2 separate regions of the Mus musculus genome follow, and region 2 is linked to region 1. The links are chromatin contacts, called in public Hi-C maps. All regions are on one chromosome and are shown on one strand. The core of a region is the stretch at or near the end of the contact, and the rest is flanking DNA. Distances in the headings are between cores, read along the strand shown.

Region 1 (5,829 bases), core at 2,396-4,895:
TGTTGCTTAGGCTCCCTGGTTGACCTCATTTCTTAACCAGTTTCTTTAGAAATCAAAGAGGAAAACATACAAGCCTTCTCAACACCACCTTCTGGCCCATTCAAAGAACTCTGTTCTCCTCCTAGCAAGTACCCGCTAAGTACCTAGCTAAGTACCCGCTGGCAATAGTCATAAAAAAGAGATGTTTCTGTGCCCGAGTCCTTGAATGCAGGAGTCTTTAAACTTGGTGAGCATCAGGAAAAGCTCCCCTCCCAGGAAGTCTGATCTCAGGGACCTATGGCAGGGCTGGGGACAGGCCAGGTCATTTCGAAGCATGCTGCCTTCCACTGGCTCCCATCTCCCAGTGGTCTCTCTGTTGTGACACCAGAGCTCTCATAGTGCAGTCACGTTCTTGAAGTGCCACCTCTGAACGGTTTATATTAGGGAGGATGCCATAGACACACTTCACATCCAAACTAAACATCGCTGCTCCTCCGATAGCCACCTTAGCCTGTCCTGTGCAATGCAGGGATGAAAATAAAACATAACTTCTGCTTCTAGTGGGATTTGTTCTGTAGGGGGAGAGAGATGGGCCCAGGAAGTAGCAAGGGTGTGCAGAATGATTCGGTTATTTAGTTCGAGATAAGCCCCGCCCCCCCCCAAAAGTTCAGAGGTGAGTGTGGTGAAGATGGCCGCAGACAGAAGTTAAAACTGAAGGAGAGTGAAAGTCAAATAAATAGAGTAATTCTAAAGTTTCTGTAAGGCTCTACACACATGAAACTAATGGTGAAAATTGGGGGTGGGTGGGTGTTGTTCTCTAAAGGAACCGAGTTTGGGAGTGAGAGGTGCTGGGCCACATTCCCCTGGGTGCCCCTCCCTGCCCATCTGGGGCACGTCCCTTGGGTTCCTTTTCTTTTAAGTTCCACCACCTTCCTCTTTCCTCACCAATCACCATTGTGGAAATCAATGTCTCCTGAGCAGCAGAGTATTGTTTAAATTGGTTATCAGCAATCTTTGCATGAGTCATACGAATAACGAACTGACAACCTGTCCTCTCGGCCAGCACCACCCAGTCCCCGCCCCCCCGTGGGACGACCTGTGCACCCTGGGCTCTGACATCACCTGTTTTTCATCAGGCACTCTACTGCCGGTGCAGTTGCAGAGTACCTGATGATAGTAATCAGCCATACACTTCAAAATGGAAGTAACTCAGTAGATTTAACATCAGAGAACCTTCTAGGCAAGCCAAATTCAGGTCCCTTCCAGAGAGAAGAGAGCCAAGCTTTTAGTTTTGTTCATGTTAGCAACAGCAAGTGGACCAGTTAATTCATATCAGGTTGAAGTGACAAGCTGAGCTACTTGCATGTCCATGTGGTGGCTGTGAGGTGGGTGTAAGAAATGAAACCTAAAAGGCCTGTGAGAGGAGAAGGGGATGTTGAAGGGGCAGGAAGGATGAGGTGAGGAGTGCGAGGGGAGGCAGAGACGGAGGAAGGGAGGAAAGCCATCACAAACAATTGATGTTTGAAAATACTTAGTGAAGTTAACGCTTTATATGCTAATTAAAAATATCAATTAAAACACAGGGAACATAAAAATACTTTCAGTTGAGTCGTTGAGACAGACCTGAAAGCTAAGTTATACCGAATAGTCAGGGAAACCGAGGAAGGGTGGACATGCTGCCTCCGGAGCAGAGAAGAGGAGGTAGGGCTGTGTGGAAGAGGTGCCTGTAAGCTGGTTTCAGTGGATGGATGGCAGTGTGTCTAGCAATGGTGGGGAATGAGCTTCAGGCAGAAAGAAGGGGCAGAAGGAACTTCAGAATGGCGGGAGCCACACACAAGGCATGGCGTGCAGTTGAGTGTTGAGTTCAGACTCCCTCAGAACAGCAGGGCATTGTTGAGCTCTGGATTGCCTCATATATTTCCCTGCTAAAAACTCTTTCAAGGCTATCTCTTCAGGTACTGAGAAGGAAAGAAAAAGATAATTGGGTAATAAAGATGTCTCAAGGCTAGTAACCTAATTGGAACTGGAAAAAGATTAGCATTTGATTCTCAGACTTACTCTCGAGGCTGCCAAGGACAAAGCTGCCAAGAGCCAGATAGGATCTCTAACTAGTTTTGACTGGTCAGCATGTGTAACCTATAGCGGGTTGAGTAAATTTAACTTTGCACATGAGATGGGATGCTTATCCCATATTCTGTTTTTGGAGATCCACAGCATTTGTATCAGGCCGATAATGTCTCACTTTTCAGTGGTCTGCAGTATTAACGCTCAGTTCTCTTCTGAAAGCGGACCCAACCGCACTCCAGAATGTGGAAAGACTATGGTGTCACACGTGGGTGTCACTTGATTTTACATTGTTTCCAGAGAGTGAACAGTTCAGGGAAACTGTTACCAGTTATGACCCTGGACAGGTTACTGTATGTCTCTTTGGTAAAGTCTCACATCTACTTCACAGAGTTGTGCTATCTGAAATGCCACCTACAAATACCTAGGCTAGTGCTTGCCACATGGGATGCTGAGAAGGGAATTTTAGCTATTGTGGATTTTAGTGTTTATTGTCAACAAAATCCATGTTTTCAAAGAATCTAAACTTTTAGAGGCCATGATAGGAAGGTGAAAGTGAATTTCTACAGGCTTCTAGGACCCCCCTCAAGTTCTCTTTCAGTCGAGAGGAGTCCTGAGTACATGGACCATGGGGTCATCAGGCTGGGACAAACAGCAAATGTGATTGGCAATGCTATGGGAGAGATTCATGTCGGAGAGCCCAGACTTTTATCTCAGCATCATCGATTCAGTGGTCCCAACTGTGCTGGAGAGGAGAGGGGAGAGAAAAACAAACGGTCCCCAAGTTCACAAGCCTGGCTTCTGGTAGGAGAGTGTGGACAAATAGGGAACAGAATGGTCAGTGGTGAGTTTTATGAGCTCCTATACATTAAGCAGAAAGAAATGCTGGTAAGGATGCTAGATTGGAGACGTTTGGAGTCTTACATTTAAGTCCAGCGCCCCCCTTGGCTCGCCTTGATCCCTGCGAACACTTTCTGTCTGGAAGGGGGAAGTAAAGAAGATGCACCCTTCTTACTGTCATCCTATTCTCTCAGAGGTAACTGCCTGAACCCCATCTCAATACCTCAGGAAGAAAGCAAGACGAGCCATCTTGACATCTTCATCCATGTTCAAATGCCTAGATGTAGGGTCCGGAGGAGGACTGCAGATCAATGGGGCTAATGAAGTGCCACACCCTAGGTGTTTTTGTGAGAGACAGAGAGAAGCACATGACCTCATGCCCAGTGGGTTGCCTGGCCTCTCTGGACTAAGGAACAACCTGTGTCTAGGAATCGGTGGGGAAGCAAGCCCCTGGAGAGGGCTGCAGGGTGCTTGTGAGTGTGCAGGCCTGGTGCAGGGCGGGTTCCGGATAATTGCACGTCTCAGGTGCGCTGGGAGGCAGGGGGCCAGAGGTCGATGGGGAAAGCAGCCAGGAGGGTAGTTATCTCCTAATTATTGCTTGCACTGGAATGTTTTATTCCATTTAGAAAATGGTCTGATTGTTTTGACTTTTTTTTTTTTTTTCATGCTGTAGGAAAACAGCCAGGTGGGGTAGATCCAAGCTGTGTGGGTGGTGTTCTGTAATTGCTGGGCTGGACTTTCTTTTGCCAATTAGATGGCTTCCTGAGACCTGCCCTTTTCTAACTTGATTACTGCATGGAGCAACTGCTTTTTGTATAACCTCTTTCATACCCAGTGGAACTGCTTTCAACAGGAAGATTCTGTCTTGGCACAGTCAGGCACTTTCAAAAGCATTGACATCAAGATCAGATACTGACATACCCAAGAAGGAACACACGGGTGTCTTCTCTCCAGAGTTAGTGTCTATACCTTGTTGAAGGTCACTTCATACCTCCCTTTGAGCTGTCTGGAGGGTTCAAATAAGTCAAGAAGAATTGCAGGTGGAAAGAGATGTTGGTTGAGACTATACAGTTTTCCTGGCTCTTGTACGCCAAAAATTAACTCAAAACAAATCACAGATCTACATAAGAACTAAAACCATAAAAGCCTTAGAAGAGAACATAAGTAAATATTCTTGGCTTAGGGTTAAACAATGCCTTTCTATGTACAACACAAAAATCGCTAGGGACAGAAAAATTAAGTTGGATCTTATGAGAATTAAAAACTTTTCTGCTGTGAAGGATACCATCACCAAGTGAAAAGACAAGAGAGAGAGAGAGAGAGAGAGAGAGAGAGAGAGAGAGGAAAAGAGAGCCCTCAGCATGGTAAGAGATATTTTTAAATGTTCTATCTGATAAGGGACATGAATTAGATTATTTTTAAGAATCTCTCATACTCTACTCTAAGGAGACAATTCAAACAGACAAATTGATGTGTGCATGGTCTGCCCTGAGATCATATGCACAAAAGAAGCAGTATACAGGTTGAGCAGGCTGTACTTGCATACTTATGTACAATGTATCTCAACAATTAAGAAAGAGAAGAAGGCCATGAATCTGAAAGAGAGACCAACATGGGGAGGGGTAGACGGGAGCAGTTGGAGGAAGGGAAGGAGGAAGTGATATCATTATCTTTAATTAGAATTTATTTTTAAAAAGATCACATGAAAAGCTGCTCAGCGTTGTTAGCCATTAGGGAACTGCAAATGAAACCCACACTGAGACCCTCCTTCGCACTAGCTAGGACGGCCATAATCAGGAAGGATTGATTACAAGCATTGGTGAGGAAGTGGAGACCTGGAATCCACATGCATGGTTGGTTGGAATGTCCAGTGGCACGGCTACATTAGCAAGAGTCCCCAGAATGTTAATCATAGAGTTGGCACACTCCATTTCTGGTACAGACCGGAAAGAGGCTCGAGCAGAAACTTGAAGCAGTGTCTATTCACCCATGCTCATGACAGCATTATTCACTGAGGAGCCTAAAGGTGGGTGTGATCTGAGTGTCTGTCAGCTGATAAGGGAGGGAGTCAGCAAACTGATACAGACATACGGTGAATATTACTTTCTGAATGTGCTAAAACATAGACGGACTTTAAGGATGCTGGGCCGAGTGAAGCAAAGCAAAGGCCACAGGTTATGGTTCTGCCTATGTGGAAAGACGGCTGATCACCGAGGTGCAGGGTGATGATTTGGTGCTAATGGGTATAAGGTTTCCATTGGCGATGAGGAAACATGATCCAAAATTGCACTGAGTGATAGCTGCCCAAGTTAGCAATTATGCTAAACATTGTTAAATTGGGCAGTTTAAATATATGAAGCATGAGTGCAAATTATATCTCAAAGCTGTTTTAATAAGAACTTAAGGCTTGATGAGTTACTGCACTCATTCTTGAAGTTCAGCCCAAGGAGGTCCTCTTCTGGTTTTGAAGAAGGAAACAGAGTCAATAAATACCCAGTGTCTACATAGAAAGGTCTTGGTCAGGAGAGATTTGTCCTTACGGAGCTTCTGTGCAAACGGAGAAGGGGAACAGTGAGTTGGAGATGTTCTCTAGTCTGGATCTAGAGTGGCCTCAAAGGTCCATGTGCAGGAAGAGGGCTCCATCCCTAGCCTGTAATGCTGTCAGCAGTGGAGGAAAGTTAAAGGCTTTAAGAAATAGAGCCCAGCGGAAGGAAGTTAGGTCATTGGAAAGTAGACACTGAGACCCCAGCTCCTCCTTTGTTTCTCTTTGCTTCCTGATCCCATGAAACCAGCAACTGGTTCCGTTCTTCCACGTGATAATCTGACTTCAGTGTATGTCCAAAAGTAGTGGGGCAACCATGAAGTAAAATCCTAACCCGTGAGGGAAAAATACATGTGGCCAAACCTTGTGGCTTTGCTCTCTGGAGGGAAACTACACATTGCTGT
Region 2 (5,829 bases), core at 1,167-3,666, 64 kb before region 1:
TTGACAGGAGGGTTTAAGTGAATTTTGTGCCTGAGGCTCTATGGGAAGAAGGGAGCAGTAAGACGACAGAATGAGGCCCCACTTGGAAAGACTTGTCATGGGGCCAGTCCATTCCTGCAGACTGGGCTAGGAGTTCAAGCACTTGGTCTGTCTAAGAGCTTCCCTGGGTACGGGTTCACAAATGCCACTCCTGACTCGAGTTTGGAGAGAGAAAAGGTGGAGAGGGAGAAAGAAAGGGAAGAAGAAAAAGAAACAAGCATGCATTATGGGGGGAAGAACGGAACGAAGGGCAGAAGTAAGGAAAGAGAAAAAGGAGCCCAAACTTAGAAGCCCCAAAGGCGAGTACCAACGAGGGAAAGGGAGAAATGAGAGGGGTAAAAAGAGGGAAGAGCCAAGAGAAAGAAAGAAAAAAGGTTGAAGGACAGGAGTGCAGGACAGAGACAGGGTTACCGATAGTGAGACCCAGAGCGCACGCCTTCGCGAGACCACTCCGGAACCTGCTAGCCTAAGCGCAGCGGCACGCTCAAGCTCCGGCCCTGAGGCCATTCGGATGCCGGGCTCCGAGCGCTGCAAGCCGGTCTCCCTGTCGCCTCCGTCAGACTCAATTCCCGCCAAGCACTTAGTTTCTTCGTGGCTGCCTATGGTGCGGCATGGCACTGTACGGGTGACTCAAGAGAGCAGCGCCTCAGGATTAGCACGGCAGCGAGTGTTGCGCTGGGTCCCTGGCCCCTGGCTCCTCGCGTAGCGGGTCGAGGCGACCGGTGGCGCACCCCGACAGGTCCTAGGCCCTCCGTCCTCCACAGCAGATAGTCCACAGAGTCCAGGGATAAAGGCAAGGACCTCAGCCTCTGGGGTACCTAGCTGCAGTGCTGGCTACCTATGTCTGGTACAGCAGAAATAAAAGCAATCTCAAGAGTTAAGAAGGAAAGAGAAATCAGGCAGAGGCAGACACACGAGAAATAAAAATCATTAATACGAGCTGATGCCCACAGCAAACGCTCGACTATGATTCAGTCTATTAATGCCTATTTTCTTTAAGTGTTTAATCATTAGTTCAGCAAGTTTGTTCCTTAGCGAGTTTAACCACCGGCCCAGGTGCGCGTCCCGACTTGCTTCCGCGGCTAACCATGCTCGGAGCGCGTAGCCACGGGATCAGTCGCACCGTGCGAGCGTCAGGCAAACACCATCGGCTGTTTTGTCCCAAATTCTGTGTCCCCGCTGTCCGTTTCTTTTCCAGCTTGCGCACACCACTTCAGGGGCACAGTCTTGGGGGCTGGGAGTGCACCCGGAGGTCGTTTCCCACGGCCGGCCGGCCGGCTGGAAGAGTCACTGACAGCAGGAGCTGTCCTAGGCGCTTAGGTGCGGGCCGGACGCTCTAACGCAAGGATTGTGGTTAGGAACAAAGTTCGTACAGACATTGGTAGGAACAGATTCTGAGATTAGGACGCTAGGAAGAAAGAGGCAAACCATCCCCCAATACCAGAAGTGTGTTATACCCCGGAATGGAAAGCGGGATTGGGCACTAGGAAAAGCCAGAATTTGGGCTAACTTTGGAAGGGCCGCGGGCACGTCGCGATCCCGCTGTTTTGGCCCTTTCTGGCAAAAGAAAACCGTTGTATGAACAGAATTTAAACACACACTCACACACACCACATTACTACCCTAGTTTATAATTGGGATAACGGAGTGTGCTAAATTCATTTGTAGTTTGGGGTCGTAGTGAGGCAATCAAGTTTGCAACCTTGGAGCAAATGCCCCACCTCGGGAGCGCACGGCTGCAGCGCGGGCTTCGGAGCTGTGGGCTGGGTTGAGAGAGGACACTGTGGTTTAGGGAAATGGCCCAGCGGGGACAAGTGAGGCTCGGTGGTCGTCGGAAAGCGCGCGCTCTGGAGCCCGGAGCTTCGCGATTCTGGATGAAGATGCCACTGCTTTATGGCAAGAGGTGTGGACATAGCTGCCTATAGGGTTGCGGGGGCGGAGGGGCGGGAGCGGTGCCCCCTTTAGCAGGACTGGCGCTAAGGGAGGACAGAGGGGCGATGCGACTCGGAAAAGTGGCGGCTAGACTCCTGAGTCCCTGGAGAAGGAGGCGCGCGCCCGCAGTCCTGCGCGTGCACACACACACACGAGCGCGCGCACACACCCGTACACACACCTGGAGCTGGGGGAGGGGGAAAGGAGAACCGGAGCGAGTGTCTTAAAATAGAGCCGCCTGGGGAGCGCTCGACTCTCGGATCGGCGGGAGGCAGCGGGCAAGAGCGGTCGGACCCGGGGTGCGCAGGTCAGCACCCCAGCCGCACGGGCGCGCAGGGGCGGGGTAGCGGCCGACGCCCCTCGGCTCGCGCTCCGCACCTGGCCCTGCAGGAAGTGCGCGCTGATTGACAGCTGCGGTGTCCCAAAAAGGCTGTAGTCAAAGATGCTGCTCGGCGGGTGGGTGTAGACGCAGCAGGCGCGCCCGTGCCCTCTCTGCTTTGCGCGCCTCCCCGGGCCCCGCCGCCCCTCTGGCTGCCGAGGAGCGGGGCTCAGGCCCCAGCCAGCGAGCCACCTCCTGCGGTCCCGGACGGCCAGGCGCTCGCCGCGCTCAGGTCGCCAGGCTCTGGTCCCGGCTCACCATGCACTGCCACGCGGAACTGAGGCTGAGCTCACCCGGCCAGCTCAAAGCAGCCAGGCGGCGCTACAAGACTTTCATGATCGATGAGATCCTCTCCAAGGAGACCTGCGACTACTTTGAGAAACTTTCCCTCTACTCTGTGTGCCCGTCGCTGGTGGTGCGACCCAAGCCCCTGCACTCTTGTACCGGTAAGACAACCGCTGGGCGATATAGTGGGCTGCTGTACTTTTGCCCGTGTGCGGTCGCCTCTGCTTTCCAACCTGAGAGCCAGAGGGACCAAAGGATTCTTTTCCTGCGTCCTTGCAAGAACAGACTCGCCCGCCAGTGGTGGGCATTCAAAAGCGTTTGCAACCGGGCCTGGGCAGGTACTGCTCCCTGGATGGGAGATGAGTTAAGACCAAGTGGTCCTTGGAGTGAGACGCCAATGTAGCATAACTGTCCTGGCTTCTTGGAGAAAGCGTCCTTCTCCCTGGCACTACCGGGGGTTTTAGTGAGAAACTTCAAACACTTGAACAGATTCAGTGCCTAGGCGGTTTCACGCAGTGAGCTTGTCAGTTTCAACTTTAATTTGGTGGTCTCATCTTTCACCTAGAGTTAGATTGCCCAGCCTCTTTTGTAATTTTACAGGTAAATCGGTTTCATGGGCTTCAAAATAAACTTGTGACTACATCAAACTTTACTTAAAATGATTGCCCTCAGGAAAGTAGTTTTGGGCTGTGCTGAGTTTTGACACAAGCAGAAAGGATAAACCCCTTGTTTGTTTTAAGTGACTAAAACCAACACTAGTAACAGTTTTTTTAAAAAAAAAAAAACCCTCAAACCTGGTTTCCTCTGTCCACAAAAACTAGACCAATAGGAAGGAAACAGAGAATTTAGTAATTACATTGAAAAAGTAGATCTGTAGGAAATCAATCCAAAGACATTTAAAACAGGGTGTACATTTAGAGAAGCTCTGGGTTTCAAAGTTCCCTGGCAGATGGGGATCAGGCTACAAAAAAGTTAGGTGGAGCTAAAACAGTTGAAAATATTTTCAAGGAAGTTCTTGACTGTGCTTTCCACTGAGAGCAAACAAGTGCTTTGGGCCTTTGGTTCTGTGCTTGCTGTATGACTGCCATGAAACAAACTCACGAAATTATAATTGGAAAAATGGAAGTGTGTGCCCACTGCAGTGGTTCCCAGACTTCTTTTCTGAACTTCGGGGATAAAAAGCTGCTAAATGTAATACTTGGAATTCCATCTCTCCCACGGTCCAGCCATGCTAGTCACTAAGTCTAAATAATAAATATGGGGAGAGGTTTTTCCCAAATCAAGTTACTCCTACATTTGGCCATAAAATGAATATTTCACTTCTTTCAGCAAGGTAGTTTTAGACTTGATATCCCACAACAAGCCTTGTAATACTGAATTTTATAAACAAGAAAATAATCAAGGTATACATTAAATAGATTTGAGAAACAAGATAGAGGCCCACCCTGCTGGCATTTTGTCTGCTATATATGTAGAGTCTCCAATGAGTCATCTGTGAATGTTTGGGGCTGGAGAAGTAGGCTAAATCTTCTCTTTGAGAACATTTATTTGCCACAACAATAAAATCCCAATGAGGACCCCCCCCCGTGACAATTCTCATTGTACCCCGTTGAGTCTCGCTACCCAGAAGATAGGTTCAGTTCCTGAGGGACCCAGGGCCCTGTTTAGTACCTGCTGCCTTTCAGGGGCTTTGATGTAATTCTAAGGCCACTTTCCATGGCTTGTGGGAGTCACAGAGTTGGGTCATGCAAGAAAACATGCTGGAAAAAGAGAGGGAGAAAAAGGCCCAGAAAGTTTTCACGTAGTCAGTCCAGGCTAGTTCCATGATTTATGGAACCTTGGGTGGGAAATAAAACAGGCACACTGCAATGATTCAAAGGCAGTTTTGTGAGCAATAAAGGTGAGTTGACATGGTCGCAGGCTTGTCCTGTGTTCCTAGAAGTTCTTGGTTTGCTGCAGGAGAGGTTATTTGCGGTGGTTTTCTTGCCTTCTTTTTCCATTCTTCCCCCTGGATCGTTTCTTTCAAAATGTGCTTGATTTGCTGTAGTTGAGACTTAAAATATAGAAAGTAGGATTTGCTAGTGGAATTAAACTCATAAAAACTGGCTACAATAGTTGATACTTCCAGATCGTAAGCCTACAGTGGGTTTACGGTTACAGAGAAAGCCTTGCGTGTATGAGATCATAGGAAGCCCATTAGAGACTTCTCTGGGGTTTTATGCTTTCAAAGCTGTCTTGTACTTTTTAACTGTCCAAATCAGGGTCAAAAAACAAAACAAAACAAAACAAAAAACAAAAAACCCTTAGCTAGGATAGCTACAATCTTTTAAAAATTAATTAAAAATAATAAAACTGGAGTTGCTGGTATCTACAGCGAAACAGTAATGCATTTTTCTGGATAGAGACAGATGTGCAGCCTAGGTGGCCGAAACACTGTCGGAGAAATTCAAAACAAGTGGAAACTTACACTGGAATTAAAGTGACCAATTTTCTCATTTTTAAAGTTTGCACACCTCCACCAAGCTTAAGTAACTGTGACAGAAGTGAACTCGGTCAGGCAGAATGTTGAAAATGAAGACTAAAAATCTCTCCACAATCTGCTCCACTGTTGACCAGCGTGTTCAATAAGCATGAAGGATAAGGGCGGAACAAAAGCCACATTTAGAAGACTTCCACCTAATTAAGCAGTCCGTGTTGCTAGATTTAGTAATCCAAGTGGCAATGCATGATATCAAATCTCCGCAGGCAGTAGAGTGTGTATTTAAGTAAACAGAGGAATGGAAACCTTTTTCATTAGTCAGATAATCACCTGGCAGTCATTCATTACTAAACATTCTCCCTTGGTGGAACACTCATCATTAGAAAAGTATTGTTCATTTTAACAGGTCTTTATTGAAAACACAGCAGTTTTACTCTTACAGAGTGACTTCTAAATGTTTTTTTTTTCTCCCCCAGTAGTTTCTCCTAAATCCAAGAAAGAGAATTGATACTGAGAAAGAGAATCCTTTTTAAGTCAAACTAAAGGAAAGTTTCATCATTAAATTAAAAAAAAAACATACCCAACAAACTAAAGTAAGCCTCCATTTAAACAAAGTTTACCACTCACGTCCTCAGTGAGGTATAATTTTTTTTTTAACTTAAATGAGTATGTGACTCGTACGTCTTATCTTTAAATCTGATAACAGTAATCCTCA

What was found. A called contact is a pair of places that touch in the nucleus more often than the background predicts.
Region 2: a Hi-C map of uterus shows a contact between it and region 1, with 2.7 times the contacts expected there. The contact joins the promoter of Barx2 here to the enhancer-like site in region 1. A contact is called at or near these places in 35 of 484 Hi-C or Micro-C datasets (LSK cells, the Patski cell line, Sertoli cells and 14 more), 13 of 115 datasets of contacts at active chromatin or transcription factors (astrocytes, craniofacial prominence, embryonic fibroblasts and 6 more) and 1 of 9 other capture datasets (embryonic stem cells).

What each region holds. Positions count from the first base shown.
Region 1 is chr9:31,847,132-31,852,960 of GRCm38.p6, reverse strand. The region is part of intron 3 of Barx2 (BarH-like homeobox 2); the gene reads left to right. Among named protein-coding and RNA genes, the nearest start is that of Gm31497, 56 kb to the left of the region's middle. Within about 2 kb of position 3,645, at least 11 of the 459 cell types and tissues checked have an H3K27ac peak or open chromatin away from gene starts, as enhancers often do. A contact at or near this core is called in intestinal villus epithelium and uterus, where this site is marked.
Region 2 is chr9:31,909,872-31,915,700 of GRCm38.p6, reverse strand. Barx2 (BarH-like homeobox 2) reads left to right here and starts at 2,416. Exons shown (of 4, transcript NM_013800.2): 1 at 2,416-2,796. The coding sequence starts at 2,610. Gm31497 (a long non-coding RNA gene) reads right to left here. Exons shown (of 3, transcript XR_379218.3): 3 at 4,503-4,688.